Linked DNA regions of Capsicum annuum: region 1 is linked to region 2. The links are chromatin contacts, called in public Hi-C maps. All regions are on one chromosome and are shown on one strand. Each heading gives the region's core, a stretch centred on a gene start, on an enhancer-like site or on the middle of the called end of the contact. The rest is flanking DNA. Distances are from core to core; before and after follow the strand shown.

Region 1 (3,888 bases), core at 944-3,443, 290 kb before region 2:
GCCCCTCCTCTTCACGTGTCCGAACCACCTCAATCGGGCTTCCCACATCTTGCACTCCACTGGAGTCACACCAACCTTCTCCCGGATGGTCTCATTCCGAACTCTATCCCCTCTAGTCAGCCCACACATCCAGCGCAACATCCGCATTTCTGCCACCCTCATCTTTTGGATGTGCGAGTTCTTAACTGGCCAACACTCCGCTCCATACAACATGGCCGGACGGACTACCGCCCTGTAGAATTTGTCCCTCGTTATTCTAAGCGGAAAACGACTAAATCATTCTAGTCTTCGTCAATTTAATCCTCCGTGTAGCTCCACAAAATCAACTAAAATTTCTTTTTTTCGTAAGGAAATCGACTAAAGTCCTCCACATTAGTTTTATTTAGATTTGGTGCCATTGGACATGAATATTATTTGCAGATGAATATTTGGACACAATTTGCTGATTAATTCAACTTCTAATTAAAATATAGACATTGAAATTGAAATAATGGTTTGATCAGTATTTCAACTGATACTTTCGACCCACAAGCCTTCAACATGTGCAAACACTTTTTCAAGTGAACTTCATGGCCATACACAACTTCAACTTTCAAATACTTTTTTCAACTCCAAATTCTCTTGTTTTACAACTCAACCAAATATGGCCCAAATACAAACTAAGACTTTCATTTACGTTTTAAGAAAGCAATACTATTATCTTTCATTATAGTTTTGCTCAGATATAGCCACTCACTTATGCTGAAGAAAGAAACTTAAGTCTTTCATAGCTTTGCTAGTATTTAGTCCCCATCATCAACATTTTGCAAATATAACCATCAAAAATCATTCTTTTTCCTACAAAACGTGTCAGTATAAGTGTGTGATTAAACATTAACAAACTCGGGTTACATCTATGATTAAAAAGGAAAAGAATGTTCTCAATATCAATTGGCAAGAGAAATCAGAGAAACTACATCTTGTTTAACAATTTAAGATTTTTAAATTCAATACTTCTTCGCATTTATGTCCACGTGGTCTGTCGGGTTAATGAGTTCTAATTATTGGAATACCTCATAGTGGTTGTAGTCTTGTAGAAACACAACCAAATTTGGCATCATAAACTTTCTAGAAAGACTGAATTGTGTAAAGCTACTGAATAATATGCAACATAATCTGAAAAAAGAAGAAGTGAAGGAAATAAGTCAAAAACTTGCCAAATCATGAGACCAAAGTCTCGATTTCTTACCGCGGATCATTACCCGATAAAGATATATGCACCCATCCAGTTGGCTTGACAAGCTCCACTGCTTTTATCTCCTTCAAAATAGAAAAAAATGACATAACGTCTCAAGTTTCTGAAAATTTAATGGTATAACTATTCAGGACTTTGACAATTAATCTCAGAGTTCCATTATACTATTACCTTCAAGTTGTGAAAGCCATCTCCTGCTCGGATAGAGACCTTACCAGGTGTATAGCTTTCGTCAAGCTTGAAATCAACATACAGGACGACTAACTGAGGATAAATAACACAAAGAAACAGATAACAAAGATATTAAACCAGTCTCAGTGTTCAAGTGATTAGCTACAACACATGACTGCAAAAATTAATTCGCATCCCGTGAATGCACCAAACCAATGACATGTGCCATTCGTAAGTATTTATGTAAATAAGATAAGATAGAACCTACTTGAAGCTTAACTTTCTTCTGAAATTGAACATTAACAAGATGAGGTTGTGCACCATCTGATCTGCATACATACACAGAAAACAAAAACCCAAAAATGAGCTAAGAAAGTAGAGAAGCCAGAAAGAAAACATTTTCCTTACTGCCAATAGGTATCAAGGTTATCATCGCGAAGGGAAAGAACAGCATTGCCCGGTTTATAAGAGCTGACACTCCATGCTGCTTTTTTACCCATCTCCCGCAACTCATCATCTACAATTAGCTCCTGCCTTCCTCCTCGAACCTTCCCTTCTTCTTCTCCTGATGATGAATCCCCCATTTCCTCTGATTATTGCAAAACCCAAACCCTAGGTCTGCATTTGGGGAAATCGGGCGTTCTTTTCATATTCAAATTCAAATAGTTTTGGATAATTACATTTAGCTTAAATTTGATTTAATTACTAGTAGTTATTCCTAATTACAATTTGATATCCCCTCTCTTGCTCACATATTTTCTCTCTTTTTTTATTTTTTATTATTCTCCTTTTTTTTTTGTTTTTGTATTTTCTCTTTTATTTTTTCTTCTTCTTTTCATTCGTGCGAACTAGCAAAACACAAATGCAAGTGTGAACTATAAATACAAATATAAATGAAAATTATAACATGCAAATACAAATACGAACTGTAAAATAAAAATATAAATGCGAACTACAACATATAAATACAAGTGCGAACTATAAAATACAAGTATAAATGCGAACTATCATTTGTATTTTTTAAATTAAAAAGGAACGATTGATTTTCTTTCTACGAATACTTATTTGTATTTATTAATACGAGTTGTATTTATTCACACAAATAAATATAATTTAAATTTCTATACAAATACAATATATACAAATACATATTATATTTGTATTTATAAAATCATTTGTTTCATTTGTTTGTAATTGTATTTGCATTAAGTGATATTTGTTTATTTACAAATAGAGATAATACCCAATTACCTCCTGAACTATACCCAAAAAGGTTATGACACATCTTTAACTTAAAGGGGGTCCTATTACTCCTGAACTAATTAAAAGTGTAATTTTGACACCTTTAGTGTCTATGTGGCACAACACATTGAAGTATCCACGTAGGCACACGTGTGTGCCATGCATGTGCCACGTAGGCACTAAGAGTGTCAAAATTACACTTTTAATTAGTTCAGGGGTAATAAAACCCCCTTTAAGTTGAAGTGTGTCATAACCTTTTTGGGTATAGTTCAGGGGGATAATTGGGTATTTTCTCTTACAAATATGAATGATAATTTTGATATACAAATACAAAATGGTACATTTGTATCAAATGATACATTATATATTTATATATTTTAGAATCAAGAAAAAATACAATTAATGCATTTGCTTGTTTGTATACAAATACAAATAATAAATGAGAAATACCCCTATTTCACCCTTGAACTATACCCAAAACGGCAGAGACACACCTCAACTTAATGGGGTCTTATTACCCCCTAAACTAATTAAAAGTATAATTTTGACATCCTTAGCGCCTACGTGACACATATGTGGCACACACGTATGCCTACGTGGACCCTTCAGTGTGTTGTGCCACATATGTGCCACATAGACACTAAGGGTGTCAAAATTACACTTTTAATTAGTTCAAAGGATAATAAGACCCCTTTAAGTTGAGGTGTGTCTCAGCCATTTTGGGTATAGTTCAAGGGAGAAATAGAATATTTTCTCATAATAAATTGTACATAGTCACGATTAAATACAATATACAATCAACTTACAAATACAAATATAAAATAATTATTTAAGAATAAAAACATATCGATAAAAATAAAATACAAATACAAGTATAATCCAAATCTATAATCTATATAATCTATTAAAAGTCTGAAAACCCTTAGAAAAGTGATTTGAACTTTTTACCCTTCATTAAAAGACTTTTCTTTAGACAAAATTGTCTTTTCACTTTTTTAAATTATTATTTAATTATTTTTATTATATTTACTAAACTTTCTAAAATATATGGGACTCCTAAAATTTATGGTAGGAGAATTAATTAATATTTTTCTTTCTACAAGACAACCTAAAATATATGGTAGAAGAATTAATTAATATTTTTTTTATTGTGCATTTTCTCATAATAAATTATACATAGTCACGGCTAAATACAATATGCAATCAACTTACAAATACAAATACAAATATAAAATAACTTT
Region 2 (3,972 bases), core at 1,266-3,765:
ATCCCCCTATAGTTATTGCAACTCTGAATGTCCCCCTTATTCTTATAGAGAGGGACCATGGTACTCCACCTCCACGCCTCGGGCATCTTTGCCGTCCTGAAGATTTCATTAAATAATCCAGTCAACCACCTTACACCAGCCTCTCCAACGAACTTCCAAAACTCCACCGGGATCTCATCCGGCCCCGTCGCCCTACCCCTTCGCATCCTGCGGACAGCCTGTCTAACCTCTTCTACCTTAAAACGTCTGCAATAGCTAAAATCCCGACACTCCTCTGAGTGCTCCAGTTTCCCTAACACAATAGCTCTATCCCCTTCGTCATTCAAGAGCCTATGAAAATACGACTGCCATCTCTTCTTAATGTGGCCGTCCTCCACCAACACTCTACCGTCCTCCCCCTTAATGCACCTCACCTGATCGAGGTCACAACCCTTCCTCTCCCTAGACTTAGCGAGTCTAAACAACTTTTTCTCCCCTCCTTTCTCCTGTAACCCTGCATACAAGCTCTCAAAAACGGTCGTCTTAGCTGCCGTGACTGCTGACTTCGCCTCCTTCCTCGCTAGCTTGTACTCTTTCCTGCTTACCCGCTTCTCCTCTTCGTCCTTACTTTCCACCAACTTAGCATATGCCCCTTTCTTGGTCCCCACTTTCTTCTCCACCTCTTCATTCCACCACCAATCCCCCCGATAGTGCCCGGCCCGTCCCCTAGAAACACCCAACACCTCACTCGCATTCTCCCTGATGCACCTTGCCGCCCTGTCCCACATACTATCCACGTCCCCCCTACGCTCCCACACCCCCATCCCCGCCAACCTCTCCCCTATCTCCCACGCATTCACTGGCGTCAGGCCGCCCCACTTAATTCTCGGTCTACACTCCTTAGTCCTCCTCTTTCTATTCTTCTTTATACCCAAATCCATAACCAAGAGCCTATGCTGGGTCGAAAGATTCTCACTCAGGATGACTTTACAGTCCTTACACAACGCCCTATCTCCTTTCCTAAGCAACAGATCAAAATAGTAACAAATGCATCACTAAAATTCTCTAGTTTTCTCATTTTTTAAGTTTGATATTTATATTTTGTCTTTATTTTATAATAATAAAAGATATTTTGTAGAATTTTCTTATGAAAAAAAAAAAAGTAAAGTTATTCACCATTGGACATATTGTAGTTTCCTCTTCTTTGAAACGATTAAGTAGTCGTTTGACTATGAAAAACTAAAATTTTTCAGAGTTGGAGTTGAAATTAGAGTTGGAGTCGGAGTTGTGTTTGATCATGTCTTTTTTGAATTATTTTTTTTGACTTTTGAATTATTTTTTTTAAATATGATTTTATGCCCTAACTTTTACAAACTATCAAAATCACCCAACTAAAATTTACCTACTAATGGAAAAAGAACACAATTAGCCACTATTATAAAAATAATTACATATACATGGCCATATTTAATGAATTTCAATTATGGCATATATAATATTTACATTAATAGCCATTTTTTCATATTTGAAAAATTTTAAATATGGATTTATATTAACAGATCACTACTTCCTTTTTTTTAGGTAACAAATATTATCTTTCAAAAAAATTTATTTTTTCAGACATTTATTTAATTTATTTCCTTAATTTTCCGTTCCTAAAAAATAGGAAATGATGAGTTGTTATTAAATTTTAGGGTGCCGCTAATTTATTTCTTTAATTTTCTTATACATGAAAGATTTTACTGTTTGTGAATAAATTATTTCTATGTAAAACATACTTTGCATATTTATGGTATATTATATCATATACCATAAATATATAAATATGCTTAGTATGTTTCTTGATGCTTTGTATTTTTATATATGTGTATATGGTATATACATGGTATAAACTTCATATATAACATACTTTGTATATTTATATTATAAATATGCTTAGTATGTTTCTTAATACTTTGTATATATGTGTGTATATGGTATATATATGGTATAAATTTTATATATAACATACTTTGTATATTTCTATTATAAATATAATACTTTATATATTTATGGATATAAATAAAATACTTTATATATTTATGCGTATAAATATAAATTAGCAGTAAAATAATGTCTTAAATAAAGGAGAAAATTAAATAAGGGATAAAAATAATGATGAGAGAGAAAAAGAGATATATATTAATTAGGATAACATTAAGTTTGAAATTATAATTATCTTATTCTTTAAAATTGTTATATACGTAATATTGAAAAAATAATGTTATAAGGAGAGTTTTATGTAAATATTTAAAAGATCGGAGTTATATGTAATAATAAATAATAAAAGTTGAAATTGGAGTTGAAAAATTATGAAAATAACAAAAATCTATTTTTCCTTTTCAGAAAAATTTTCTAAAATTATTTTATGAATTTTTATTACCAAATACCATAATTTTTAACTCCATAAAAAAGGAAAAAATTTTCATGGCAAATGGATCCTAAGTTGGGCTGGCTTTTCCTAGTATATAGCATAACCAATTGGCCCAAACTCCCGGGGTTCGGTTACTCCCCGCACAAGAAATGTTCGACAAATGTCAGCACTAAAATTACAATAATAAGTTATATCAAAATTAGTTATATTGGATTGAGTAATAATGAAATAAATTATATTTGAATTAATTATATTGAAATTATTTTTTATTGAGTGGTCATTTATTTTAATCAATTAATACGCAGTCTATAATATTTAGAAATAAATTGATTGATTAGAAGACATTGAACAGGGTTTTAACTCTTCGTACAAGACATTGAAGAACTCTGTTTAGCTTAACATCAATGTTGCAAATAATTGCTTAGTAATAATAATGACTGGTTCGAGGTTACTTTCAGTGGCAGCAATGGCTGCTGCTGCTGCCATTGCTGCTACTTCTTCCTCTTTCCCCACCCGCGCTTACGCCGACTCTCCTTTTCGCTTCTACCCTTTCTCATCGGAAACGACTCCTCCTCCTCCTCAGACGGCGGACACTTCCGAATCAGATGCAAAGGATTCTACTGAAGATTCAAGAGGTGGGTTTAACCCGGAATCCTTAGAAAGGGGTGCAAAAGCTCTTAGGGAAATCAACAGCTCTCCCTATCACAAACAGGTGAGTGAGTTCTTTTCTTTTTTGATAACCGTTGTGTTTGGGCCAGCTTGGATTCCAGGTTCTTTTTGGTGAACGAATTAATCTGATTTTGGGTTTTTTGCTTTTTGTTGAAAGGTGTTTGACGTAATGAGACAGCAGGAAAAAACACGGCTTGCAGATATTGCTGCAGAGAAAGTTCATTTTGAGGCAATCCAGGCTCAAGCAGATATTGTAAGTCTTTTTTATATCTAATTCTCATACAATTCTGTAGATAACAGCAAAAGAATTAAGAGAAGGTCGGGAACATATGAGTAATCTTCTTTTTTACGTTGATAGAATTAAAAAAAAAAAGCCTCAAGTGAAGCAATCTTTATTATGGAAACCAGATTATTTTGGTTTCAAACAGAACAATTTCAGCAAAGCCAAATTATTTTAGTTTTAAAAAATTAGGCAACTAACTGAAACTTAGTTTTGCAAATTCAAGTCATATTGACCTCCGGAAACAATGTATACAGTAACCAACCAATTATGTGGAGTAACAATCAAGTCCAGATACAAGGCAAAATCTAGTCCAAACAAGTAATTATTTTAAAGAACATTTTGGATACAGTTCTTCCGAAACCTAAACCAAGAACCAAATGAGACTGAATGTGCATTATTGCTTCATAAGATGATATGATTGCTTTGATTCTGGTGTATATGCTTAAAGCACAACATCATTGTATTATAATGCCGACACATTCAGCTGTGAATATCCTTTTAACTTTTTGCTTAGTTAATATTAGGTTTCCCTTACACTATATCAAGTGCACTTGTCTAACTGCAGGATAAACAGCGACAATGGGGAGAAGACCAGCGGAATCTTTACCAACAGCAATCACAAGCCAAG

The links. Hi-C and Micro-C count contacts between places; a contact is called where the count stands out from the background.
Region 1: a contact with region 2 is called in a Hi-C map of bud, with 5 times the contacts expected there. The contact joins the promoter of LOC107858524 here to the promoter of LOC107858525 in region 2. A contact is called at or near these places in 4 of 5 Hi-C or Micro-C datasets (bud, leaf and placenta).

Annotation. Positions count from the first base shown.
Region 1 is chr2:73,071,942-73,075,829 of UCD10Xv1.1, reverse strand. It overlaps LOC107858524 (anaphase-promoting complex subunit 10), which reads right to left and starts at 2,193. Exons shown (of 6, transcript XM_016703226.2): 1 at 1,814-2,193; 2 at 1,674-1,734; 3 at 1,406-1,498; 4 at 1,229-1,299. The coding sequence starts at 1,989.
Region 2 is chr2:72,784,396-72,788,367 of UCD10Xv1.1, reverse strand. It overlaps LOC107858525 (ATPase family AAA domain-containing protein 3C), which reads left to right and starts at 2,515. Exons shown (of 8, transcript XM_016703227.2): 1 at 2,515-3,104; 2 at 3,219-3,314; 3 at 3,910-3,972. The coding sequence starts at 2,826.